6 separate regions of the Mus musculus genome follow, and all the other regions are linked to region 5. A link is a contact called in public Hi-C and HiChIP or PLAC-seq data. All regions are on one chromosome and are shown on one strand. Each heading gives the region's core, a stretch centred on a gene start, on an enhancer-like site or on the middle of the called end of the contact. The rest is flanking DNA. Distances are from core to core; before and after follow the strand shown. Region 1 overlaps Rere (arginine glutamic acid dipeptide (RE) repeats). Region 2 overlaps Rere (arginine glutamic acid dipeptide (RE) repeats). Region 3 overlaps Rere (arginine glutamic acid dipeptide (RE) repeats). Region 4 overlaps Rere (arginine glutamic acid dipeptide (RE) repeats). Region 5 overlaps Rere (arginine glutamic acid dipeptide (RE) repeats). Region 6 overlaps Rere (arginine glutamic acid dipeptide (RE) repeats).

Evidence for each region. Hi-C and Micro-C count contacts between places; a contact is called where the count stands out from the background. HiChIP or PLAC-seq counts read pairs in DNA pulled down with a chosen protein or histone mark.
Region 1: a contact with region 5 is called in a Hi-C map of peritoneal macrophages, with 4 times the contacts expected there. The contact joins two enhancer-like sites. A contact is called at or near these places in 6 of 39 promoter capture datasets (the C10 cell line, hippocampal neurons, liver and 2 more), 1 of 15 datasets of contacts at CTCF or cohesin (pro-B cells), 23 of 484 Hi-C or Micro-C datasets (B cells, the C10 cell line, the G1E-ER4 cell line and 16 more), 18 of 115 datasets of contacts at active chromatin or transcription factors (bone marrow-derived macrophages, cardiomyocytes, embryonic basal ganglia and 11 more) and 4 of 9 other capture datasets (adipose tissue, embryonic stem cells, liver and 1 more).
Region 2: an H3K4me3 HiChIP or PLAC-seq map of bone marrow-derived macrophages shows a contact between it and region 5, with 5 times the contacts expected there. The contact joins two enhancer-like sites. A contact is called at or near these places in 1 of 39 promoter capture datasets (embryonic stem cells), 1 of 15 datasets of contacts at CTCF or cohesin (pro-B cells), 36 of 484 Hi-C or Micro-C datasets (B cells, the C2C12 cell line, the CH12 cell line and 22 more), 18 of 115 datasets of contacts at active chromatin or transcription factors (the 230-238 cell line, the HPC-7 cell line, astrocytes and 12 more) and 4 of 9 other capture datasets (adipose tissue, embryonic stem cells, liver and 1 more).
Region 3: an H3K27ac HiChIP or PLAC-seq map of microglia shows a contact between it and region 5, with 7 times the contacts expected there. The contact joins two enhancer-like sites. A contact is called at or near these places in 1 of 15 datasets of contacts at CTCF or cohesin (large pre-B cells), 11 of 484 Hi-C or Micro-C datasets (CD8 T cells, the G1E-ER4 cell line, the MC3T3-E1 cell line and 7 more), 11 of 115 datasets of contacts at active chromatin or transcription factors (the HPC-7 cell line, T-cell acute lymphoblastic leukemia, acute myeloid leukemia and 7 more) and 2 of 9 other capture datasets (adipose tissue and embryonic stem cells).
Region 4: a contact with region 5 is called in an H3K4me3 HiChIP or PLAC-seq map of bone marrow-derived macrophages, with 5 times the contacts expected there. The contact joins two enhancer-like sites. A contact is called at or near these places in 1 of 15 datasets of contacts at CTCF or cohesin (large pre-B cells), 6 of 115 datasets of contacts at active chromatin or transcription factors (bone marrow-derived macrophages, differentiating embryonic stem cells, embryonic basal ganglia and 2 more) and 1 of 9 other capture datasets (embryonic stem cells).
Region 6: an H3K4me3 HiChIP or PLAC-seq map of bone marrow-derived macrophages shows a contact between it and region 5, with 2.6 times the contacts expected there. The contact joins two enhancer-like sites. A contact is called at or near these places in 7 of 39 promoter capture datasets (the C10 cell line, cranial neural crest, hippocampal neurons and 3 more), 1 of 15 datasets of contacts at CTCF or cohesin (large pre-B cells), 7 of 484 Hi-C or Micro-C datasets (the HL-1 cell line, bone marrow-derived macrophages, cerebral cortex and 3 more), 19 of 115 datasets of contacts at active chromatin or transcription factors (the HPC-7 cell line, acute myeloid leukemia, bone marrow-derived macrophages and 12 more) and 4 of 9 other capture datasets (adipose tissue, embryonic stem cells, liver and 1 more).

What each region holds. Positions count from the first base shown.
Region 1 is chr4:150,553,839-150,557,884 of GRCm38.p6, forward strand. The region is part of intron 11 of Rere (arginine glutamic acid dipeptide (RE) repeats); the gene reads left to right. Among named protein-coding and RNA genes, the nearest start is that of Gm52709, 88 kb to the left of the region's middle. Within about 2 kb of position 2,758, at least 225 of the 459 cell types and tissues checked have an H3K27ac peak or open chromatin away from gene starts, as enhancers often do. A contact at or near this core is called in B cells, the G1E-ER4 cell line, bone marrow-derived macrophages and 4 more, where this site is marked.
Region 2 is chr4:150,486,890-150,491,440 of GRCm38.p6, forward strand. The region is part of intron 7 of Rere (arginine glutamic acid dipeptide (RE) repeats); the gene reads left to right. Among named protein-coding and RNA genes, the nearest start is that of Gm52709, 22 kb to the left of the region's middle. Within about 2 kb of position 1,397, at least 273 of the 459 cell types and tissues checked have an H3K27ac peak or open chromatin away from gene starts, as enhancers often do. A contact at or near this core is called in B cells, the HPC-7 cell line, bone marrow-derived macrophages and 3 more, where this site is marked.
Region 3 is chr4:150,592,149-150,596,288 of GRCm38.p6, forward strand. The region is part of intron 12 of Rere (arginine glutamic acid dipeptide (RE) repeats); the gene reads left to right. Among named protein-coding and RNA genes, the nearest start is that of Slc45a1, 58 kb to the right of the region's middle. Within about 2 kb of position 2,538, at least 75 of the 459 cell types and tissues checked have an H3K27ac peak or open chromatin away from gene starts, as enhancers often do. A contact at or near this core is called in the G1E-ER4 cell line, the HPC-7 cell line, acute myeloid leukemia and 2 more, where this site is marked.
Region 4 is chr4:150,503,531-150,507,922 of GRCm38.p6, forward strand. All of the region lies in intron 8 of Rere (arginine glutamic acid dipeptide (RE) repeats), which reads left to right. Among named protein-coding and RNA genes, the nearest start is that of Gm52709, 38 kb to the left of the region's middle. Within about 2 kb of position 1,316, at least 21 of the 459 cell types and tissues checked have an H3K27ac peak or open chromatin away from gene starts, as enhancers often do. A contact at or near this core is called in bone marrow-derived macrophages, where this site is marked.
Region 5 is chr4:150,347,209-150,351,758 of GRCm38.p6, forward strand. The region is part of intron 1 of Rere (arginine glutamic acid dipeptide (RE) repeats); the gene reads left to right. Among named protein-coding and RNA genes, the nearest start is that of Rere, 68 kb to the left of the region's middle. Within about 2 kb of position 2,718, at least 33 of the 459 cell types and tissues checked have an H3K27ac peak or open chromatin away from gene starts, as enhancers often do. A contact at or near this core is called in B cells, the G1E-ER4 cell line, the HPC-7 cell line and 7 more, where this site is marked.
Region 6 is chr4:150,573,679-150,577,750 of GRCm38.p6, forward strand. All of the region lies in intron 12 of Rere (arginine glutamic acid dipeptide (RE) repeats), which reads left to right. Among named protein-coding and RNA genes, the nearest start is that of Slc45a1, 76 kb to the right of the region's middle. Within about 2 kb of position 2,788, at least 37 of the 459 cell types and tissues checked have an H3K27ac peak or open chromatin away from gene starts, as enhancers often do. A contact at or near this core is called in bone marrow-derived macrophages, where this site is marked.

The sequences.
Region 1 (4,046 bases), core at 1,508-4,007, 210 kb after region 5:
TGGAGCCCTCACTGGCTCTACAGAGTTAATCCAGAGTGTGCTGAGTCTAGTTGATACGGACAGTGCTTGCTTGGTACTCCAGAGAATTTCCATGTCTCTCTTCAGTTGGTACAAAGTAAAACAAAACTTAAAAAAAAAAATTGTCCCAACCCCCACCAGGCATGGTAGCACTACTGTAATCACCAGCATTTAGAAACCAGAGCCAGGTGACCTAGGCCAGCACGCTATCTCAAAAGAACACAGTGCAGAAGCTGCATGTGAAGCATCTAGAAGAAGGTCCCTGCAACCATTCACACTGACCATTTTAGTCTCTCATGCAGCCCAGGCTGGAGGTTTCGAACTCTGTTCCTCCTGTCTCACCCTCCAGTGTAACCAATACTTCTTGTGTGCTAGACAACACTCCACTCGCTGAGCCATATCACTAGCCATCTGGCAGTTGTCGTTGTGTGTCTTGTTTGTTTGCTTTGTGTGTTTTTGTGTGTATGTGGTTTTTTTTTTTTATCATGAGGATGTCATTTCCAATGTACAAATGTTGACATTTAAAATAAAATGGGTGTCTAGAGAACTCCTCGGTGGTTAAGAGTACTTAATGTCTTACAGGGGACCCTGGTTTAGTTCCCAGCACCAAATGGTGGCTCACAATGTCTGTTAGCTCCAGTCTAGGAGTTCCTATGCTCTCTATGCCTCCAGAAGTCCCAGGAACATGGTGCGCAGACATAAGGCAAACTAAAACTCATCCATCATACACATTCCCAAGTGCGTGTCATCGCTGCCTGGTGAATGCGGTGGACTTTCTAAAAATTAGCTCTTAGATGAACATTAGCATGAGGTGATGTTCTGCTCATTCCCGTTTGTCAGTTATTTGTAGATGTCAGTGCCAGGAAGCCATGCTTACGTGAATAAACAGATGGAAATTAAGGGTTGCCAGCACCACTGATTTACCTGAGTTCCTTCCATAATAATGCCCAAAGTATGATCTGTTGTTGGGTTCTGTTTTCAGTTGCCTAACAAATGGTATTTCATCAAAACTTCAATTAGGTTGAAAACAGAATTAAAAAGTATCTAAAGCCGGGTGTGGTGGCACACGCACACCTTTAATCCCAGCACTCGGGAGGCAGAGGCAAGTGGATTTCTGAGTTCGAGGCCAGCCTGGTCTACAGAGTGAGTTCCAGGACAGCCAGGGCTACACAGAGAAACCCTGTCCCAGAAAACAACAACAACAACAAAAAGTATCCAACTTAGCCCTGGGGCCTTGAATTGTGCTCTATGCAGTGCCCTGAGAGCACCAAAGCTTCCTCCTAAGAGAAGAGGGGAGGGAAGAAAGCCGGAGGTGGTGAAGCACACTCTAATCTCAGGAGCAGAGGCCAGTGGATCTCTAGGAGTTCAAGCCAGATTGAGTTCCAGGAAAGCCAAGGCTACACAGAGAAACCCTGTCTCAATAATAAAAACAGACAACAACAGAAACAAATAAATAGAGATGAGAAGGAAAGGTAGATACCGGCCCTCTCTGACAGATGAATCCTACGAAAGCTGAGGGTTTGGAAATGGATTCCCTAAGAACTATTTGAATCATCAGTCTGGTCCCCAGGAGAGTCCTGGAGACCTGGTAGGATATGGGTTGGTAGTATAAAGAGAGGGTCATCCTGGGCGCCCAAGCATGAACTGGCTGACATTGCTTTGATAGAATACTTCTGCCCTTGTACTCTGAAGCCCATGTTGTGAGCTCACACTGAAAAAAAATGCACACCACCACCTCTTCCCTATAGCAGACCCTCAGGTAGTTTTGCTCTTTATTGTTAATGTAGCACACACACCACTCCAGCACACCTTTTAAAATGTTCAGGTGCCGGGCGTGGTGGCGCACGCCTTTAATCCCAGTACTTAGGAGGCAGAGGCAGGCAGATTTCTGAGTTTGAGGCCAGCTTGGTCTACAAAGTGAGTTCCAGGACACCCAAGGCTACACAGAGAAACCCTGTCTAGAAAAATCAAAAAAGAAAAAAAAGGAAAAAATGTTTAGGTGGAGCTGGAGAAATGTCTTGCTGGTAAGACTTGGCCACTCTCAAGAGGCCCTGGCTTCAGTTCCCAGTACCCACATTGCTGTGGACAGGAGCCTGTAAGTCTAGTTCTAAGGTATATGACACCATCTTCTGGCCTTCTCAGGGACTGCACAAATGCAGTGCACTACATACATGCAGGCAAACACTTAATATACATAAAAATAAACTTTAAAAATGTTTTAGTGATGGAATTTCATTATCACTGGCTCCCTCTGAAGTCCCATGTATTTAGGCAAACACAAACTGTTTTTTAGGAGACTTAGGTTGGCCAGAATGACAAAGTATCTATGGCATAAAACAGATTAAGAATTGCCCCTTGTTTCTGGAACATTCAAGATGTCAGGTTCAATGCCATGGCCTCAGAGTTGGTACTTATTATACCTGTGGGCGCCGTGTGTGCTGGCTTAGGACACAGACCCTAGGGGCTGCGCATGCTTCCTTAGACTCTTGTGTCTCAAACTGGTCAAATCAACATTATCCTAAGAATAGAATGCATTCTGATAATCCAGGTCACAGTTAAGCATTTGGGAGTCCAGTTGGAACCACCAGCACGTGTGGCTTCCAGGAGGTCCTTGATCAACCCTGAAGAGGAAGGACACTCTTGTTGTCTCTAAGCCACAGTGAACAGTTGAAGAGTTTCTTGGTTTTTATCAAGCAGTTGTGACTTCCCCTGTAACGTAGTTGTCTGGGTTGTTCCTTTAACGTCCTCCTCCATCAGTCGCTGTTCTCCTTCCGGTGCTTCTCTGGCTGCTGATTTCCTCTGCGCACCAGGTCCCCTGACTTGAAATGACAAGGCCGCATTTAGCTCAGGTTTCTCAAACGCTGCGACTTCATCTCGTTTACAGTATCACATTTCTGTTGCAGTACACTGTGTGATCTGGGCCTCCCCACAGCATTTTAACAATTGGTAATTGGGCAGGAAGTATGTTTTTATTACAGGGGCCTTTTGATTTTGATTTTACAGTCATGTCGTGTTTAGCAGAGAGCAGGAGGTGGGCAAGTAGTGCTCTGAAACACATTTGTGACAGAGAGAAGTCTGTTGTTTCAGCCACTTGGCTATCTGTCAGCTCTTCTCAGACTTCCCCCTTGTGCTGGTTGCCTGGCAACCTGGGGCTGGAGCAATCAAACCGTGGCCAGTGCTTTTCCAAGCCCAGATTGGGAGATGATTTATTGGTGAAACTGTAAGCACCGTAAACCAAGCCTTAGAAATGGATCTCTCTTCCCCTCCCCCTCTCGGTTTATAGGAACGACGTTGCGAAAAGATAAAAGAAGGAAGTTAATTGGAGGATTTTTATCACACATACACACAGAAAAGAATAAAATTAGGTCCTTGTTGTGTCCACATATTGTTATTGGAACTTCTTCCTTTATTGCTTTCTTTTTTTTCTCTCTCCTTTTTTTTTTTTTTTTCCTTCGAGACAGGGTTTCTCTGTGTAGCCCTGGCTGTCCTGGAACTCACTCTGTAGACCAGGCTGGCCTGGAACTCAGAAATCTGCCTGCCTCTGCCTCCCAAGTGCTGGGTTTAAAGGTGTGCACCACCACTGCCCAGCTGGTGGGTCTCTTTCAAGCGTGTGCACAGTATGTGTCTGTGTGAGCACAGTATGTGTCTGTGTGAGCACAATATGTGTCTGTGTGAGCACAATATGTGTCTGTGTGAGCACAATATGTGTCTGTGTGAGCCTATTATAGAAGACAGGGCTTCTGATTGTTCTTTCTGAACACGCCCAGGCTCCCCACTTTCTGCTTCTGCCCATGCTGCCTTTTCTCCCATCCCCCACATTACCTCCACTTTTCTTTTTTGAGATAATCTTTCAGTGTAGCTAGCCTAGCCTTGAACAGCTGTCTTGCCTTCACCAGCAAAATGCCAGAAGTAATGGGTGCCCCCTGCTCCTAACTAAAGTCACTCTAGCAAGATGGATTTTCCTGCCAAAATGAAACTCCACAGCTCTTATGACAGTATCTCCTTCCTAACCTCAGATACCTTCTCCA
Region 2 (4,551 bases), core at 147-2,646, 140 kb after region 5:
TGTTGGGCAAGCACTCTTATAACTGAGTCTCACCTTCAGCCCTGTGACTGAGGTGTGCTGTATTTCTGCAGAAAATGTGTAGATTCCTCAGCTTAGAACTCATGTTGTCTCACAGGATGAACAGGGCTCTGCACATGGTACCGAGCACCATGTCCTGCTCTAAGAATCTGTAAGAACTCATGTTCTTGGAAAAGATTTTCGTTTTTTGACTCCATTCCATTTCTGAGAAACAGTTGGTCCTGTCCTTTTTTCCAATCTTTTATGTTTTGAGGGAATTTTGTGATGTTTCTTTAAGTTATAACTGAGTGGTGTAAAGATCATTTAGTTTGCAGGCGGGAGTAACCTGCGTACCTGCTATTTCATAATGATAAACAGTGCTTTGTGGGAGGCGAACGCTGGATGGGTAGACAGGCTTGTTCTGCAGGGTTTTACCAGGGCCTCTCTTGGCTGCTCTGTGGGCAGGGTGACTGAGTACTTTGGTCCTCAGTATTGCTGTAGTGAGATGGACTTGTTACATGGCTTTAGAAATCTTTCAAAATGAGTTTTAATAGATTTAGGTTTATAGATAGTGTTGTGCGAGAATGAATCAGGGCACTTGAAATGTTTTGTTTGTTTGTTTGGTTGGTTGGTTGGTTGGTTGGTTAGTTGTTTTTTTGTTTTGTTTTGTTTTTCCAAGTATGCTGAGGTGTTTATAGTGGATGGTCTTTAGGCATTTGGGGGGAGGGGCATATGCATGCACGTTCACTTAACTGAGGGGGGGTTAGTGTCAGCCAACCATTATGGTTCATGCTAGGTTAGTGCTCTGCTGCTGAGGTTATTTCCCCCCCCCCCCCCCATCCTTGATCTGAACCTTGTTGCTGTTTTTATTGTTTCAGTTCATTCTTGGAGACCTGGCTGGGCTCATATTAATTACCTTAGAGGATGCTGTAATTTAATCACTTGGAGATTTGGGGGTTCTTTTTGCATGAAGTATGGCATTCCTTGTGTGCTGTATTAGTGCTGTCTCCATTGTGGCCATACCTATGTGGCTAGCTTGCTTGTTTGGTCTTTTTGTCAAGTGCGTTTTCAAAAAGACATGTGTTTAGTTGCTTCTCCTAAGCACTGCTGCTGTTTCTGCGCTTAATTTCAGGTGCAGTTATTTGTACCTGTTTTCCTCGTTCTTGTTCTTTGTTGAAAACATGGTTATTTAAAAACCTGACTTACTTAAAAAATAGAAAAGACAAAAGAAAACTTGCTGTTGTCTCCTGAGGACGGACGCTTCTGGCTTGGCTTGTGGAGTTCCCTGGTGTTGGCTGTCTGGAATCCCCTTTCTAAGGCCCCACTTCCCTGCACACTAGCTTGGTGTGCTCGGAGAAGCTGCAGAGTCTGTTGGCTGGTCTTTATTTACGGAAACAGCAGGGTTGAGATTGATTGCGTTGTGGAGAGACAGTGTGTGGATGAGGGAGGGTCACAGCACATGCTCAGTCCTGTCAGAGTGAGGGAAGTTTCAGCGTTCTGCGTGAAGGCTTAGGTCATAGCACAAGCTCAGTGAGAGAGAGCTCTGTGAGGTCTCAGCCTGCATGGGCCTCCATTTTGAGTACTTAGAGTAGAAAAGGGCAGAGTTTTAGCAGTAAGTAGAGGTGCAGGGATCCAGCTAGACTCACGAGAGCCCGTGTTAGTCATGGATGATCCATTCAGCCCCTGCAGGTAGGCGATCTTCCCCTGGCCTTTCGAAGACATTGGCTTTGCTGCTCAAGCTCCTTCTGAAGATGTTTATGAATCATCTTGCCATTCATAGTGCATGTGCCTAAAGCCTTTGATTCTGCCAGCTGGCCATGCAGAGGTGGCATTGCGAAGCATAAAATCAGAGCTGTGCATGGGGTCTACCAGGAGATGAATTAAGCAAATGTACAGTGTGAAGCTTTGTGAGTCTCTATCCATGTCTCTACCCCTTTCCTTCACCTCTTCCTCTCTTCCGTGTGATTATAGCCTGGGTTTGCCCAGTGCATTTTGTAGAGCTTGTCTGTCTTAAAGACCTGCAGAGCAGACCTGCAGACTGCCTCATTAGCCATGTGCCTTGTGGTGATCGCTGGGCCACAGGATGGATCTGTTTGGCTGTTTTAGGAAGGGTGGTAGGTGGGCAACTATTGGTTGCTTTGAAGGTGGGTGGAACTTGTTTTGATTGAGAGCCTGTTCGCTAGAGCAAATTATAATTCTTGTGAGGTGACACATGAGGGGGATAGCTGTGGATGACGATTGCAACTGTATCATCTTAGTGTGTTTTCAAAGGGAACTGTCATATCACATCAGCTTCTCTTCTGTTCTTTCTGAAGGAGCAAAGCCTTCTTTTTGGAGTTTGTGGCAATTCTCTTTCCAGCTTGGAGAGGCTATAAACATTGACATCTATGTTAAAATTGAGATTCACATACTTTTCTTTATTCTTGTATGTTAGTTTTTGCTGTGGTGTATGTGTATTTTGTGTGATTTTTTTGCATTGAGTAGGAGGAGAGTGGAAATGGAAAGGGTTTGCTGCCAAAGAAGGCAGAGGTGTGGACAAGGTCACGTTTGGTACCTGTGGCTTGATGTCTGACCATGAAGTAGCCCTCTCTACCCAGGTGAAGCTGTTTTGTTTTGTTTGTTTTTACCTCTTGTTTGCAGAGAGAGCCCAGGTAGGGGCTGTGACTATGGTTTACTAGGGAGCCAATCAGGATTAGCAGATTTTGTGCAGTGGAATTCTTACTCAGACAGGGAATTAGAGAAATTTGGGATTGCCTTGCTGCCTGTCATTTCCTCTCCCCTTTAGGGTTGGGAACAATTTAGACATAAGTCAGGTTTTGTGCAGTTGTAAGGACTATAGAAAACACTACAAGATAGAAGAATGTGATTCATCTTCTAGGGGACAGGAAAGTTCACTGTGTATTGACTCTAAGGAAGAAGACTCATAAGGTCTTAGCTGGAGACAGGGATCTTGTCTGAAGAGGCCTCTGATTGGGCCAGGGTTTAGCAGTGCTGACATTTAAAATATTCCTAAAGCATTAAATTTGTATGCTTAATTGTAGAATTTGAACTAAAGAAACGCTATGTAGAGAAGTAAGGTGGTGCTAGGGTCTTAGTTGATATTTCTGTGTTTGATTCCCATTCCTGTGAGGGTCACTTTCTTTTATGACTGTGCACTTCTGAACATTATGTTTGGAAGTTTGGGGTTAATACCCAGTGTTTCCCACAGTGTATAATAGTGCTTCTGGAAGCAGACCATATGCCTGAACATTTGGGAGAATGCTGACTTGTGGTTGTGGTTGGAAGGACCTTACTTCCTCCTCCTCTTTAGTTTGAACGTTCAGAGTCTCGGTCCACCTGCTTGGCTGACTGGCTGCTCGGCTTGCACGGCGTTGTGGTACAGCCACCTGCTTTGATGGAAGATTTGGAGTTCCTGGCTCTGCTTTGTGGTGACCTCTGGGTTTCCGAGTTGATTTTACATGCATTGAAATCAGCAACACTGCTTTCTCTGTTTATGCATTTGTTCTTTATTCTCCTGTCTTGAGAAAATACATTTTTGGGAAAGTTGCTTCTGAATGTCTGTCTCTTGTCTGGGGTTTTGGGACATGTCTGGAGGTGAAGGGTAGCATCGCAGTTATTCCTGGTTGCTGAGGGCCTCTGTGCAGGTTGATCAGTAGGTAATGCTGGCCGGTTTGGCTCATTCCCCACTGGCTGCACTTGGGACTATCAGGAAGTAGGAGGAAACATAGGAGGATGGACTTCAGAGAGAATGGACAGTTCTCAGATCTTTTTATTTCAGTATAGAATAAAGTTTACTCAGGCCATGGGGAGGGGAGTTAAGATGGTAGTAGAGGCAGAGAAAGAGAGAGTAGAGAAATAGAGGCCGGCCATGAGCACATGGAAGCCATGGGTGGGGGTGTGAGGAAGGAGCAAGGGGACAGAGCAGGAGGAAGAAGGGAAGAGCAAGAGAGGAGCAAGAGCTAGACTCTCGACCATGAATTTGAGTGAAGCCGTGCATTTCAAGTTTGTGTGCCTACGAGTGCAGCCCATCTTGAGCAGCCTGGTACCAAAAACACACTTGTTCTAAGCCTGTGAAAGATGTTGGATGGGGGAAGGTAGGAAACACCAGCTGAAGGAAGACTTTAGAGGCACGAGCTCATGAGTCTTCGGGAAAAGCCCACGTGGTTGATAATCTTTGGAATCCTAAGTTTCTGATCCAGGTGGCACAGGTGCTTACATATATGTTTAAAATAGTGTGCACTATCATACTGACACTCAGGCAAACTGTTATTTAACTCAGCTGGGCTAGAGGTCATTTCTGTTAACATTCTTTGAAATATACATTTATTTGTGGCTATGTGATTATCTTTTCTGTTGAGCAGGGGTCACTTCTTCCTTTAAAAAAAAAAAAACGAATTATTTCCTGGCTGTCCTAGAACTTGCTCTGTAGACCAGGCTGGCCTCAGACACATAGAGGTCCACCTGCCTCTGCCTCCTGAGTGCTGGGATTGAAGACATGCACCACCACTACCCAGCCATTTAGTCTTATAACCTCCATTCCTAGTTTAGGACTTG
Region 3 (4,140 bases), core at 1,288-3,787, 240 kb after region 5:
TGCCTGCACTGATCCCTGGCCACACTGGGTGAGTCTTCCTCAGGTCAGTGGGAGCTTTGGTTTATCCTTCCGCAGCAGTTAGGGGACTTGGGAAGCCTGGACTAATACAGACAGATAAGGCCAAGTGGGAGGTGTCAGGAGCCCTGTCTGAGTCTTTCTGCTCCCGCCTAGGCATACACCGCCACACACACACACACACACACACACACACACGCCTCATATACAGTACAGGGTTTGGTACCTCAGTCAGGAGCTTTGTTTCTGAAATGGAGCTTCCCTATGTTGTCTGGTATGGTTTTGAAGTCCTGAGTCAAGCAAACCTCCTGCCTTAGCCTCTTAAGCAACAGGGGCAATAGGTGCATGCCATTGTGCCTGCCTTTCCAGGCTGATTTGTTGTTGTTTGGAGAATATTTGTTTGCTTGTTTTAATGTGTATAGATGTTTTCCCTGTATATATGCCTGTACCCTTTGTGTGTCCAAGAAGGCCAGAAGAGGATGTTGTGCCCTTAGAACTGGAGTGAAAACAGACAGTAATGAGCTGCCATGTAGGCACTGGGAATTGAACCCAGGCAGCTTCATTTTTAATGTTCTACTGAACATAGTGCTGTCATTTTCTATGAAACGGACACTCTGGCTGTGACCCCTGAGCTGGTGTTCCTTATCGCCTGTGTGTGCCGTTTGTTTGCATGGCTCACAGTGCTGTTCGTGAGTGGCTAAAACTCACTGAAGGTATCTCATCAATTTTGCCGTTCTCCAGACAGACGACCCAGTTGATGAAACATTTCACTGCAGCCTTGGAGCAGCTATGTGTTTGCCTGTCCAACCTTAAATGCATGCCTGACTCTTTAGTGCAGAGGTCTCTATTGTAGACAGACTCCGTACCATTGTCAGTAGCCATAATTTTAGGGATATAATTAAAGTTACCAAGTGGAACAGTAGAGATAAAGGCATGTGGTTTGTTGATAGGAAAGTCAAATGTTACATCCTGGGCTAATTATTAGACAATTAATTGTCTTAAGCATGATGGCTGAGACAGGAAAAGGGTTTTGTGTATCTTGTTAGATCTGGTTAGTATGGGTGAGCGCTAAGTAGAAATTAGAGTTTTTGCTTTTTTTTTTTTTTGTGTGTGTGTGTGTGTTCTGCTTGCATATAAGTCTGTACTATATGCATGCAGTGCCCATGGAGGCCAGAAGACAGTATCAGATCTCCTAGATAGAAAATTGTGAGATGCTAAGTGGTGTGTGTGGATGCTGGGACCTGAACTTAGGTTTTCTGGAAGAAAAGCCTGTGCTCTTAAATACTGAGCCATCTCTTTGATCCTTAAAAAGATAATTTAAAAGAATTATTATTCCAGCCTCTGGGGAGACCGGAAGTTGCAGGGTCTGAAGTTAGGGAACTCTGAAGAACCACTCTCTTTAGAAAGGAGATGGTCTAAAGGTACAGCTTAGTGGTAGAGCACATGCTTAGCATGTGAAGGCCCTAAACTCAGCTGCAGCACAAAGAGCAAATGTGTGAAATGGAAGGGAGTCCGGCCCTGTGTTGGAACTCAGGCTGCCCTAAAGCCAGCCTCCTAGCCCTGACCTCTGTCCCCTGCACCAAACCATTCTAACTGTGGTCAAGGAAACCAGGAATAACTCTTGACTTTTCTATTACATTTTGTTGGGTTTTATATCTTACAAAATTGTATATGGGTATTATGCCTTTTTTTTTTAACTTTAAAAAAATATGACATTCTGTAAGACAACGTGTGGTTTTAGGTTGTTTATTTAAGAGATGAGTTAGCATATTCTTCTTACTACCCATTCATTTTGTAACTATTTACTAAATAGCTACAGCATTACATAATTGTAATGCAGTGGTAGTAGGTGTGGCTATGCTCAGTGCTTCAAAAAACCAGGAAGTGCAGGGGAGGAAATGGTAGTTTGTCTTTGGTTTTATGGGGTTTTGGTAGGTTTTTTTTGTTTTGTTTTGTTTTTTGTTTGTTTGTTACTGGTTTGTTTTTTTGTTTTGTTTTTTGTTTTTTGAATAAAGCCCGTGTTCTCTAGTTACAGATGTCAGGTCTGTGACAGAGACAGTGTAAGTGACAGTGTGTGAAGCCAGGCCCTACTGGGCAGATTAGGAACCCTGCTCAGGTTCCACTCACATACTCCATGTAGCCTTGAACTCCAGATTTTATTATCTGCACCCACCAGGGACTGGGATTTGAAGCATGTGCCTGACATGACAGGACACTGGGAATTTCAAACAGAAAATGTAAGGGACACAGTATGGAAACTGTAATAGGCTGGGTTATAATGCCCGAGAGCAGTGGCTCTCAGCCTTCCTACTGCCCTTTGATACAGTTCCTCATTTTGTGATGACCCCTCCCCCACCATAAAATTATTTTTGTTTCTGTTTTGGAATTATAATTTTGCTACTGCTATATGTCATAATGTAAATATCTGTGGTTGAGAAAGAGTCATTCGACCTCCAGAGGGGTCACAACCCACAGGTTGAGAGCAGCAGCTCTAGAGTATCCCACATGACCACAAGAAATACTCATAGTTTGCCAATAGAAGTGTGTGTGCGTGTGTGTATGTGTAACTTTGGTGGTGGCTCACCCCTTTAATCCTGACACTTGGGAGGCAGAGGCAGGCGGATTTCTGAGTTCTAGGCCAGCCTGGTCTATAAAGTGAGTTCCAAGACAGCCAGGGCTATACAGAGAAACCCTGTCTCCAAAAAAAAAAAAAAAAGTAAAAAATAAAAATAAAAGGAAAGAAAAGAAAAGAAAAGTAGTTACAGGATGTTGCAAGTCCCCCAACATCAGTGTCCAGTCAACATCAGTGATAGTTCTTCACCGAACTTGCCCCAGAAACCCCTAGTAGCCAGCTGTAGACTGGTAGCTGTGTTTCTTGTTTTTGTTCTTAATCCTACTAAAACTCTGTTAATGTACATATCCTTCCTTTTTCTTATTTTGTGTGTGTGTGTGTGTGTGTGTGTGTGTGTGTGTGTGTGTGTGTGTGTTGGCTAGAGTCAAGCCCAGTACTTACTTGGTGAAGTCTGTGCCACTGCACTATATCCATCAAGAATTGACCCTCAGTTCTTCTGCTGATGAAATCAGAATGGAAGCAGGGTGGGCGGGGCAGCAGAGAGGCTGCTGGTGTGCATGGGCCTGCTAGTTCCTAGTGAGATGCTGAGCTGGGAGCTGGGCGTTTAGACTGTGTCCTTCCCAGGCACCATCACTAGCCCTGAGCTTTTTTTTAAAAACAAGTCTCACTGTGTAGCCCCAGCTGTCCTAGAACTAGCTATATAGATCAGGGTGGCCTCGAATAATGGCCTTACTCTATGGCTGTATGCGGTGCCTGTGGTTTGAGGTGAGTAAGAACAGAGGAAGAAAGTATATTTAAAGTTCATACTTCCCAGGTGAACTTAGTTCTGAATTTCTGGTCCTTTTGTTTGTTTGGGGTTTTTGATTTGTTTTAACTTTTGAGACAATGTTTCTGTGTATAGTACTGGCTGTCAACCACACCAATAAAGAAAGGCATCAATGTTGACCTCCGCTGACTGTGCAAGCAAGGGCCTCAGAGAGAGTTTAGAAGAGCAAGAAAAGGCACAGCCAGGGAAGCCTAGTGTTCTGTTACCAGATCATGGAAGGAAATTCTGGCTCAAGGTAGTTTTTTAATAGGTTAATGAGTGTAAATGAAAAACTATCATTTGCAGCAGAAGGTGCTGGTCTGAGCTGTGTTGAGTCTTGTTTGTCCATACTGGCTGAGATTCTGGCCTATAGTGTTAGCATTAGTTGTATGATGTGCTGACGTTCTTCCTGTGTATGCAGAATGGGCCTCATTGCGTCCTGCTCACAGCAGAACTGTCTGAGGCTTTGGAGACCTGTGTTTCAGTTGTACAGCTCCAGGTGAGAAAGGCTAAACAGTAATGAATAATAGTTTTTCTTCAGTCGTTCCCCAGTGGTGTACCACCACAGACACATGCATAGGTAAACATACCGTTTAACCAATCTAGTGCCTCAGATGGGAAGCCAGCCTCTTCATCTCTGTGGAGGCAGCTGTGGATAACACCCAGTTCTATGCATGTGATGTGGGAGCAGAGGCGAATCTGACATCACTGTGATGCCCACTCATGGGTGGTGGAGGCATTAACACTG
Region 4 (4,392 bases), core at 66-2,565, 150 kb after region 5:
CAAATCCAGTATTTTAATTACAAATAGTGCAATGATAAAGAAGTCTTCTTATAAAAGACAATTATTATATTTTACGCCAAATCAAATCAGTAATATCTTGGGGTTGAGAGCTACTTGCCATTTGACTGGCAAATTGGCTGGAGCCTGGAGACCTAGTAATCCTGCCCTACATGGTGGAAGGAGAGAACTGACTTCTGCATGCAACCTGTGGGGCATTGCCACCCTCACCGACACAAGAATAAATCAGTTTAACTAAAAACAAACACACACACACACACAATACTCGCCCTGTAAACATGGGAACCAGAGTTCATTAGAACCCATAAAACTGTCAAGTCAGTGTGCTGTTCTACCTGTGACCTCCTGCAGGAGAGTAGCTCAGTCATAATGGCAAGCTCTGGTGTGATTGAGAGACCCTGTCTCAATCAATAAAATCAAAGAGCAATTGAGTATGATTTCCTATATCAACCTTAGGCATCTCTGCCTGTTCTCCAACAAACACACATGCAATCAAATGCAATCAAATGCATACCTATAGATGCGCATCACGTGTGCAAAAGACAGTGAAACAGTCATTTCTTCTTAAAAATATTTGCTTTCAATGTAGAGTTATATGTGTATACTTCTGTCTTTGGGGACTCATGTATGGGAGTATAATTGCCCCAGGAGATCAGAAGAGGACATTGAATTCCTCTGGATCTTGAGTTATAGTTAATTGTGGACTGCCTGGTGTGGGTGCACAATTATATATAAGGGGTGAGGGAATGCCCCTGGGAAATTATGCTAAGCAACAGATCTGATGTAAATGGACTCTACTGGGGGGTAAGGGAGAAGAGTAAGGGCCTAGAGAAGGGATAGAGGCTGGGAAGTGGACATAAAGATAGGCGACAGGTACAGGTCAGGGTAAAGCCATGAGGGCAGAGAAGAGGCGGGAGTGGTGCAGAGAAGGACAAAAAAGAGAGAGAGTGAGAATGCTGGGTGACTGACGCCCAGTGTAGTCAGGACTCTTAACTGCAGAGCCATCTCTCCAGCCCACGGACCTCGTTTCTTATCATTAAAAGCCATTTCCATTTCTTTTGCTTTGTACCATCCGGTTATATTTCTAGTCCCACTCTCCCCGGGGTCGGTTGTGTTCCCCAACTATAGTACTTTCTAACTAATTTAATGTCCTTTTATAGGCAGCCCATACCTGGTGTACTTGGTGGCAGCAGGTAGATCCCTGGGAGGAGCCTAGTGGAATCTCCTGTAAGCCAACATTGGTAACTGAACTCTGTCCTCTGCAAGAACAATACTTGACTGTTAACTGCTGAACCACCCCAGGAACCCCAAATGAGTCATCTTCAACATCTTCCCACTTCTCCCTCCCTCGTTCCCCTTTCCCTGTAATTCTGCTTTTATGTATGTGTAAAACTAGATATGTAAATTCATTTTGACGCTTATAATTTAAATTTAAAACTTTAAACATGAGCCAGGCGTGGTGGCACACACCTTTTTAATCCCAGCACTTGGGAGGCAGAGGCAGGTGGATCTCCTAAAAGAAAAGACAGAATGGATGAGAAAGGAGCTCTGAGCCGGGCATGGTGGCGCACACCTTTAATCCCAGTACTTGGGAGGCAGAGGCAGGCGGATTTCTGAGTTCCAGGCCAGCCTGGTCTACAAAGTGAGTTCCAGGACAGCCAGGGCTATACAGAGAAACCCTGAGGGCTGTGTAGGTAAATTAATGTTTTAGCATTACTTGAAACAGTTCCCCAGCAGAACAGTTGAGCCTGTTCCTACGTGCTGCTCGTCGGCTTTAGAGACTTTATGATGTTCTTCTTCCCACTGTTAGTCTCCTCCTTTTATGTCAATGGTAGATAATACTCACTCACTAGGCTTCCTTCCTTTTGTTGCCTTCAGAGCTGGTCTGTCCTCCAGGTTTAAGCCCCTTCCTTTTCCACCCTGCATAAGATAGAGCATGTCTGAGCTGCCTGCCCTGTTTTGAGTAGTGCTGCAGTGAATGGCCTGTGCATATCAAGGTCACAATGTCGTTAAAAAGGGGCCTGTAGACTTCCTGATGGCATTCCCCTCCCTAGTCTTTGTGATAGAGGAGAGTAGAGTCTGCTGTTAACCTGCGCTCCTTGTTTGGACTTCCTTTCTTCCTTCCTTCCTTCCTTCCTTCCTTCCTTCCTTCCTTCCTTCCTTCCTTCCTTCCTTCCTCCCTCCCTCCCTCCCTCCCTCCCTCCCTTTAATTTTTAATGATTTATTTATTTATGTATATGAGTACACTGTAACTGTCTTCAGACATACCAGAAGAAGGTATCCAGCCAGAAGAGGGGCTCCAGGAATCTAACCTGGGTGCTCAGGCTTGGGTGGCATCGAGTACCTGAACCTCCAGCCCAGTGGGTTGTTTTTTTTTTTTTTTTTAAAGATTTATTTTTATTTATATCAGTACACTGCAGCTGTCTTCAGACACATACTAGAAGAGGGCATCGGATCCCATTACAGATGGTTGTGAGCCACCATGTGGTTGCTGAGAATTGAACTCAGAACCTCTGGAAGAGCAGTCAGTGCTCTCTTTTCTTTTCTTTTCTTTTCTTTTCTTTTCTTTTCTTTTCTTTTCTTTTCTTTTCTTTTCTTTTCCTTTCTTTTCTTTTCTTTTCTTTTCTTTTTTGGTTTTTCGAGACAGGGTTTCTCTGTGTAGCCCTGGCTGTCCTGGAGCTCACTTTGTAGACCAGGCTGGCCTCGAACTCAGAGATCTGCCTGCCTCTGCCTCCCAAATACTGGGATTAAAGGCGTGTGCCACCACGCCCAGTGTAGTCAGGACTCTTAACTGCAGAGCCATCTCTCCAGCCCATGGACCTTGTTTCTTATCATTAAAAGCCATTTCCATTTCTTTTGCTTTGTACCATCCGGTTATATTTCTAGTCTCACTCTCCCCAGGGTCGGTTGTGTTCCCCAACTATAGTACTTTCTAACTAATTTAATAAAGTAAAGAGCCATTATTATATTGATACAGGACCTGCTTATGCAAAGCCCAGTCATAGGTGGTACCTATGACCTTCTATATAGGTACCCGTCCTGTTCTCATCTTAACACAGTGTCTCACTATATATTAAGTAAGATTAATTTTGACATCTGTAATTGATGGGGCAGAGAAACTACAGAGCTAGACCACTCAGTGGGCAGAAAGGAAGACTGATTAGGGATCAAACTGCCAAGGCTATGTGGGGGTAGGGTGCAGAGAGAAAAGCAAAGTGGTAGAAAAGCTGACAGATTTTATACAACGGAGTGAGAATCGGAGCTGGTACAAGTTGTGTGGATTGATCCAGAATTCAAGGTGCCTTTGCAGAGGTAGCTGAGTTGGGAAAGGTTAAGTTAAAGGAGACTCCAGGGGATTAATGGTGGTTCCTGCTTCTCTAGTAAACAGGACCAGCCAGCCAGCCAACCAGCCAACCAGCCAACCAGCCAGCCAGCCAAGACTTTGGAGAAGATGAGAGTTTTATAGGAGTTTAAGTATATCAGGGTTGGCCAGTGGCTGCAGAGCAGATATATAGCTTGTCCACCATCAGAAGCAGTGCCATGGGCACATTTCGTATGTGAAATTGCAGCCATCTTCCATACTTTCCTGTGTCATAGATGATGTCATAGGGTAGCAGCACTGAGGAACAAACTTAGAACTACCTTAAAACTTGAATATCTGGGCTGGCGAGATGGCTCAGCGGGTAAGAGCACTGACTGCTTTTCTGAAGGTCCTGAGTTCAATTCCTAGCACCCACATGGTGGCTCACAACCACCCATAATGAGATCTTACTCCCTATTCCGGTGTGTCTGAAGACAGCTACAGTGTACTTATTTATAATAATAAATAAATCTTTGGGCCGGAGCAAGCATGGACTGAGCGAGCAGGGTCAACCAGAGTGAACAGAGGTCCTAAATTCAATTCCCAACAACCAGATTAAGGTTCACAACCATTTGTACAGCTACAGCGTACTCATATACATAAAATAAATAAATAACTCTTTAAAACCAAAAAACCCAAAAACCTGACTATCCAGCATTCAGAAATAGAAGCCATCATTAAAAGTGAAGATCACCAGGTGGGGAGTGAGGGAGACAGTTTCTGTGAAATAAGGGCATCCCCTGGATGGGGTAGTCCTGTTCCTGTCTTTGCTTTACCCTCTACATGCACATTGACTGATAAGCAGCCCGCCTAATGAGATTGGCATATGGAGTTTTGTCTCTTGTATGTGATAGACTATTTCAAATTAAATATCTGTCCCTTTGCATTTCCAGTGTTTGCTTCTACCCTCGTCTGTTTTGTTTTTTTTTTTTCACGTAAACTCTATATGAGCGAGGGCTTTTTAACTTCAGCATAGTATAAAATATCAAAGCAACGTGCCCATGCTTCTCATT
Region 5 (4,550 bases), core at 1,468-3,967:
TGTTTTATGGATAGCTTCAGTTTGAATTCTTTTAAAACTTTTTAAAAGAAATGCAAATTAGAAAATTCTGTTTTGGGTACAGTCCTTTCTCTTTTGGCAAGTATTTTTGACCTTTAATAATAGTAATTGAAATATTATAGGCTTTAATAACAACTACTACTAATCCACTAAAAAGGTCAGCCTACAATATTAGAATACTGAGCACTTGTGTAATTAGAAGAGTTTTATAATTAGTGTTTAATTATTTCAAGGCTAAGAACAGTATCAGAAGGAGACTCTAGAGGGCAGTGCAGCTCAGCGTATTCGTCCTCTTGCCTCTTAAGTTTTCATTTGGAAAAACAATCCAGGTATTTGCTTTGGGATCTTCCCACATGGTTTTCCAGGTTTTTGGAAATGTAAGTTTTGGAAAGAAGTGATCTGGTTTGTCTTAAAAAGTTTGTTAGATAATACATCATAATGATTTGACCTTAGAGAATGACTTTGCCTGGTATAAACACACTGCCATATAAAAGCTGGGATTTTTATTGACTCGCTCAGTTGAACTGAATTTGCTTTTTGGGCATTTGTGGAACAAATGCAAAAGGAAGGGAATAGCTGGTGTTTGCAAGCCTTTCTTAGGTAGGAACTAGGCATACCCTCTGCTAGAAACTGACATTTTCAACAACTGAGTGGAAATTGTAAATGCCCAATGGATTGATGTCTTCCAGTGCCAAATGTTCCAGAGTTCCTTAGGTATTATGTGCACTACATTCAGCAGTATTTCAAAGGTATTAAACCAATCACTTCCTCTTTAATTTATTTACCTTTAGGGGTTAAACTAATGGTCTCATATATTGGCATAGGCAGGTCTTGGACTTAGAATTCTTTTTTCCTTAGCCTCCTGTATACCTGCAATTACATGTATGTGCCAATAGGCCTGATCTTTCCCTCAGAGTCTTAAAGGTGTGTGGTGTGTATATTCCAGGGAATTCTAGTCCATGCATCATTGTTGTTATTACTGTTTTCTTCCTCTTCTCCCCCTCCCCTCCCCTCCCTTTCCCCCTCCCCCTCATCCCCCCTTCGTCCCCCCCCCCCTTCTTCTTTGGATTGAACTTAGAGCCTTGCACAGCATATAAGGCAAGTGTTTTAAGCATTGAAGTATGTCTTTAGCCATTTATAAATTTTATTTCGGGATAGAGTTTTGTTAAACTGTTCACTTTGATCTTTGCATGCAGTCTAGGCTGTCTTCAAACTTGTGTTCCTGCTCCCTCATGTACTTTTGAGTCATCTGAGTAAGCCATCAAGTCTGTCTGGAAAGAACTGTTTTCAAGTCTAAATGAGCCTTTAAAAATTATTATATACATTTATTTATTTAGAAAATACACATAAACACAGAGAGAGAGAGAGAGAGAGAGAGAGAGGATGATTTGTTTTTTTTCCTTAAAAAAAATGGTTGTAACTCTTTTAGGTCAAAGCTCTGTTCAGTCTAATAACAAGCCTAACCACAGGTAGAAAATGATGGCAGTCAAAAGACAGCTGGTGGGAGTCAATTCTCTCCTTATCCCATGTGTCCCAAGGGATCTACCTTAGGTCATCAGGTTTGGTGGCAAGTGCATTTACCATCATTCCAGCCTCTAAATGAGTTTTTGTCTGTGTGTGTGTGTGTGTGTGTGTGTGTGTGTATGCAGCATGTATATGGAGGCCGGAAGAGAGTGTTGCCTCCCTTGCAGCTGTTGTTGCAGGCTCTTGTGATCTGCCTTGACATAGGTGCTTAGAACCAAATTTAGGTCTTTTAGAAGAGCAGAAATTACTTTAATCAGTGGCCCAGCTCTCTAGCCCCATATGCTTTAGTTTTTTGTGATAGAATTTTACATAGCTCTGGCTGGCTTTGAACTCTTGATTCTTCTGTCTCGATTCTCTTACGTGCTGGGATTGTTGACTTGTGCCATCAGGACTGGCTAAAACAAAGCTATTCAGTTGCATTTATTAGCTGTATCGAATTCCAGTTTATCACTCTTGCTGGGAAGCCTGCCTGTTAAAGCACACTAATATCTGCAGATTCCTGTACAAGCACAGGCAGGGCAGATGAGCAGACTGAGAGGCCGCTTAGGGGCTCCACAGGGAGCTCAGCTGAGTGCCTGTGCCCCTGCCTGTCACCCAGTCCCTGTGGTTAAATTAAATTGTTGTTGGACCTATAACAGGTACAGCCATTTCTTTGGAAAGAAACCGATTAAGAGTTCAAATGATAATCCTATGTGGGGCTGGTGTTACGAGCTCTGGCTGCTCTTCTGAAGGACCCACATGGCAGCTCACAAGTGTCTGAGGCTCCAGTTCCAGTGGACTTGTCACCTTCACACAGACACACATGCAGGCAAGGAATAATAATAATAATAATAATAATAATAATAATAATAATAATAATAATAATAACAACCCAGTAAATTTTGTTTTAAAACGGCCATCCTGTGCATTAGCTTTGGTTATGGGCATTAGCTCACAGCTTCCGGACGCTGTCCAGGTCAGCCCGCTTCTGGTCTTTTCCCACACCGTAAGCACAGGAAGCACATAAGGTAACTGTCCGTTACTCCTCCTCCTCCTCCTCCTCCTCCTCCTCCTCCTCCTCCTCCTCCTCCTCCTCCTCCCTCTCCACACTTCCTCCTCTCTTGGTGAGGGCCTCATGCCCCTTGACCCTTCTCTATTCACTTTTTCTTAGAAGGGGTGAAAAGGGAAGTTGATTGAAGGCTTTTACAGAAAGGAAGTTGAGTAGTCATTATATAATGTCTACAAATAGAAAGCCTTTCATGAAAGGGACATAGAGTAAATATTTTGGGCTTTGCTGGCTCTGTTGTATACATTCCACTTTCCAATTCCACGCTGCCTCTTTGTTTTTCATGAGAGGATTTCTCTGTATAACAGCACTGGGTGTCCTAGAACTCACTTTGTAGTCTAGATTGGCCTCAGACTCATAGAGATGCCTTGCCCCTGCCTCCTGAGTGCTGGGATTAAAGGTGTGTGCCACCACTGCCTAGCCACCTTCCCCTGCCCTCTTTTATTTTTAAAGATTTAATTTATTTTATATGTTTTAGTGTTTTGCCTGGATGTATCTGTACCATGTGCATGCCTGAGGAGATTAGAAGAGGGTAGCAGATTCCCTGGAACTGGTATTAACGATGGTTGTAAGCTACCTTGTGGGGTGCTCAGAATCAAATAGAGGTCCTCTGTAAGAGTTGTAAGTGCTCTTAATGGCTTAGCCATCTCTCAAGCCTCCTTTAACCTTGTCTATGACATACAAAAGTTGACATAAGCAAATAAGTAAATGAACAGACACGAACATTTTCAATAAAAATTTACCTATGAACATTGACATTTGAATTTTCTGTGCCATAAAATATTTTTTCCTTTTTAAATTCACGCTCACAATTATTTGTATATAGAGAAACCATCATAGCCCACCGTCTACTTCTGTACAGCCTATATAAACTATGATGGTTTCTGTATTTACCCAGAAGTGACAACTTCAGCTTATGCATATAAATTGGGTTGCTTTTGTTACCATAAAGAATGAATGTACTTGTTAGTATAATAGATGATTTTTTTTTTTTTTTTATTGTGTGCTGCTCAGGATCAAATACAGGGCCTTTTGACTGCTTGACCCGTGCCCTGCCACTGAGTGTATCTCCAATTAAGAACAGTTTCTGATGGTAACTTTTCGGTTCACAGGTAGAATACTTGGTGGTAACAAGATTAAAACTCGTTTTCCGAGGCTTGGGAAGATTGCTTAGTGGATAAGAGCACTGCCTGCTCGTCTAGGTTCTGTTCCCTGAGCCCACACGATGCTTTACATCATGGTAACTTAAGTTGTATAGGACCTAATGTCTTCTGGCCTTCACAGGCACCAGGCATGAAGTAATCACTCATACATACTACAAAATAAAATAATAAAAGATGAACAAATATAGTTAGTAAAATATAAAGCTACTTTTCTGTGTCAGACTGGCACTTTGGCCGAGGCTTAGAGCAGACTCTTTGGAACAAGTTGAGGAGCCCATTGCAGCTCTGCAGGGTGATTTGCCATCAGCACATCGTTGCCGGGAAGATGGGCTCCAGGCTGGAAACAAAACATGATTCTCTTTCAGGATGTTCTGTTATGTTGGTTTGTGTAGTGTAGTAATAGAAGTCTCCCAGAACTGGAAAGCAGGTTGTCTCAAATTTTTATGTGTTCTCAGAAATAAAGCCTTTTTATTTGAAAGAGCCAAACTGTCCTTTATAGGAAGAGTGACTTTTCTTCCTGGGTTTCATCTTAAACCACAGCCTACTCTTTAGACTTTGTTGGCACCAAGTGCTTCATGGCAGCCGCCTTGCTTTACTTAAGAGTAGGCAGTTACTTTATTTAAATAACGGTTACTTCTGTTGATCCTGGCTATGACAAAAACCAGTTCCTCCAGTATAGTCTGGGTTAATGGAGCTTTAAGTCATTTGGCTATGAAAGTAGTTTAATCAAAGTGAACTCTTATTTAGTAGTATCATGAAACATACTTAATGGAGTGGTGGAGGAGGAGGCAGAAACTGGT
Region 6 (4,072 bases), core at 1,538-4,037, 230 kb after region 5:
ATCTCTCTAGCCTCAGAATAAATATTTTTAAAGATTATTTTATGTGTATGAGTGTTTTGCATGTATGTATGTCTGTGCACCACATGGATGCCTGCAGAGGTCAGAAGGGGGCATTTGATCCCCTGGAACTAGAATTACAGACAGTTACGAACCACCATGTAGGTGCTGGTAATCAAACTGTGTTCTCTACAAAAACAGCAAGCAGCAAGTATTCTTGTTTGTTTTGTTTTGTTTTGTTTCAAGACAGGGTTTCAGGCTTTCTCTCTGTAGCCCTGGCTGTCCTGGAACTCACTCTGTTGTAGACCAGGCTGGCCTCGAACTCAGAAATCCGCCCAAGCAGCAAGTATTCTTGTTTGTTTTGTTTTGTTTTGTTTCAAGACAGGGTTTCAGGATTTCTCTGTGTAGCCCTGGCTGTCCTGGAACTCACTCTGTTGTAGACCAGGCTGGCCTCGAACTCAGAAATCCGCCTGCCTCTGCCTCCTAAGTGCTGGGGTTAAAGGTGTGCGCCACCACTGCCCAGTGTAGCAAGTGTTCTTAATCTGTAAGCCACTTCTTGAGCCTCAAAATATTTTACACACACACACACACACACACACCTACCACGTCTATAGGAGGGTTTTTTTGTTTTGGGTTTTTTTGTTTTTTTTGTCTGTTTAGTTGGTTGGTTTTGGTTTTATTGGGGGGGGGTTGTTTTGTTTGAGACACATTTCTCATTTCTCTGTGTAACTCTGACTGTCCTGGAACTCACTCTGTAGATCAGACTGGCCTCAAGCTAACCAAGATCCTACTGACTGCTGGGATTAAATATATGTGCCACCACTGCCTAACTAATAAAGATAATTTTTTTAAAAATGCTTTAAAGAAAAAAAAAATGAAAAGGCTAAAGTACTGTTTAACTGTTGCTGCAATGGACTGCTGTTGTCTCTGCCACTCATGCTGTGGGCTTCAGGCAGGTTACTGGACACTTTTGTTTTTTGATTCCTGTGAAACCATGTGATAACTCCAAGTTCTTAGACCATGAGTGAAAATTTAAATGAGGTGATATCTATAAAGAGTATATAAAAATATTTTCCCAATCTATTATATTCTGTTGAAAACAAGTCTTTGTGTGCACATATGTGTGCTTGCTAGGGATCAGACCCTGGTCGTCATCATGCTAGAAAAGTGTTTCCCGCTGAGCTCTGCACCGTTGCCGCCACACCATGCACACAGTGGTTCTGCTCTGGAGCTGTTCTCCCCGTCACCTGTCCTTGCTCTTGAGTTACTCGGGAAAGGTGGAGGAGAGCCTACAGGAGTCCCTGGGTGGGAGCAGGTCTCCTTACCTTTGGAGGCTCCTGTAGGAGTCCCATTCCTCCCATTCACTACAGGCCTTTATGTCTGATAAAAGTGCCTGTGCAACGGACATCAGCTTTCCTAACACTTGGTTTCTGGAGTTTGTTATACAGGGGCTAGGTCTGGCTTTCCTCTGAATGCTGCTGCCCACTGAAGTGGGAATAGTGGCTGTGATTAGGAAAACCAACTGTTTATAGAGGGTTAGTTGAGTGGGTATTACGTGTTAACCTCATGGCACCCGAGAGAATAACAAGTCAGATCCTTTTAGAATTACATCTGTGCAGATACCCAGTTCTTCCTTCCTTTTTCCCCATTTGCCTTTCTTTAACATATGTATAAAATATGGTTAGTAGATTAAAATACTAGGAGTGAGCAGTGTCTCAGAATGATTGAGGCTGCCCACTGCAGATCTCTCAACTGTTTACACAGAGGTCTGGGTGTTAGTGCATCGATGTAAACACTGCCAAGTGTCCTGCACTTCTGAGAAGACAGGGCTAGCTCCTCTCCCAGATGTTCTGGAATTTGCTGTCCTCCAAGCCAGGTCTCTCATTCTAAGTGCTGTCACTCTGCTGTTGGGTAGATGAGTTACATGGCCCCTGACCTTGTATGTTAAAAATAAACAGGCCTAATAGACTTAGATCCTGATCACCCACAGGGAACCTATCTTATAATACAGATCCCAAAATAACTCATTTCTCACATACATGGCCATTTCTTATAAAATCTCAGGATGACTATACTCAAAACATAAGGATGGTCTCTCTTCATCTTGCAAACATGGCTGCTTTATATGAATGGAAGAGTGGCTCCTGGGAGATTGTCCTCTGAAGGCTTTGTGTACAGCTCTGTCTGCTGTTGCCAGCAGTGGAATGTGGACAGGAGCACCACCCTCACCGATAGGGAGCAGTGGCTCCTGCTCAGATGCAGTGCAGATTAGCAAGAAGACAGTTTGATTTGGCCCAGCTCTGTAGGAGAGAGGAGCCTGTGGGGAGGGAAGGCACGAAAGCACTTGTCCTGGACATCTTAGCTGCCCTTCTCTTAGTTTCCAACAACTACCTCAGGAAAGATTGTACTCTGGTTATTTGTAAGTGCAGGTGGTCGTGTCCGAGTGTTCTCATCAGATCGCATTCTCACTCCAGTCTCGGTGCCATGGGTGAAGAAGGCAAAGAGGAGACAGTTGTGAAACAGAACCATGAGGGATGAGCTTGTGCTCTGCAGGTTGCGTTTCAATGCAGGCGGATCTGGCTCGCATCGCAGGCTTTGGGTTTCCCAGAGAAGGTACAGTTAGTCTTTATTAAGTTTTTGTGATGGGGTGGGAAATTTTGGAGTTTTAATATGCTAGATAGCAGGGAAATCAGTCATGTTTCTGGGGGCAAATTCTATAGATGATTTGCAGACTAGCTCTGTGAGAACTACATCTCTAGGCAGAATGACCTGTGTCAGCATGTTCTCCCAGATGGAAGAATGAGTCATCAAAGTTCTGTTAGCATTAAGAGATTAAGAATTACTCCAGTGTTCAGCATGAAGTTTTATTTAATTTCCGATATAACCTTAGGTAAACAATGCTTAATCTTACATAAGAAAGCGTGGGCTTGTAGTCTGGGTTGCTACTCTGAGAACAGGCAGCTGTAGGACAGCTACGGAGTAACACTGAGGAGTTCTCTGCTCTTCACTGTGTCCCTCCAGTGCAGGTACTGACTGTCTTAATTGCTCACAACACAGTGGGCAGTGCAGGCTCTCGGGTTCCTTGTCCCTGCCTGTTGAGCCAAGATGGCTATTTTGTTGTTAAAATGGAGGTTTAAGTAAAATTGAGGTTGTTCAGTAATGTTTGGGAACTACTTACACAGCCTCAAAATCCTAACACTCCAAGGTATATTCTATTCTATTCTTTTCTCACATTTATGTATGCATGTGAATGCCTGCATGCATCTCTGTGCACTATGTGTAGGCAGTGATGGTAGAGGTCAAAAGAGGGAGTCAGAGCCTCTGGGACTGGAATTACTTGGAGGTGTGAGCCACCTTGCAGGTGCTGGAAATTAAACTTGAATCTTCCAGAAGAGCGGCCAGTGCTTATAATTACTGAATCTTTTATTGTTGTTGTTGTTTTGAGATAAGTTTCTCTGTGTAAAACTAGCTGTCTTGACACTTTCTCTGTAGTAGACAAGGCTTGCATTTGAATTTGAGTAACAGATGGTTGTGAGCAGCCTTTTGGATCTGGGTATTGAATCTTGGGTCCTCTAGAAGAAGAGCAGCCAGTGCTTTTAACCACTGAAAGACCTCTTTGACCCAATCATAGAACTAATCAATCAATTAATTCCTTTCCAAGATTTAGTTAGTTAGTTTATATGAGTACACTGTTGCTGTCTTCAAACACTTAAGAAGAAGCCATCGGGTCCCATTACAGATGGTTGTGAGCCACCATGTGGTTGCTGGGAATTGAACTCAGGACATTCAGAAGAGCAGTCAGTGCTCTTACCCACTGAGCCATTTCTCCAGCCCCATAGAGTTTCTTAATATAAAGCTTCCCCCCCCCCCCTCCAACTCTCACTCCATTTTCTTTTCTTAGAAGTACAGTTGTGGTCTGGAAAGATGGCTGGTGGTCAAAACCTCTTGATGCCCTTCAAGAGGACCTAATTTCAGTGCCTAGCACCCATGTGGGGCAGCTCACAACCACCTATAACTCTGGCTCAAAGGTCTGACTTCTTATGGTCTCTGAAGGTGCTCCGGAACACACAAGTAA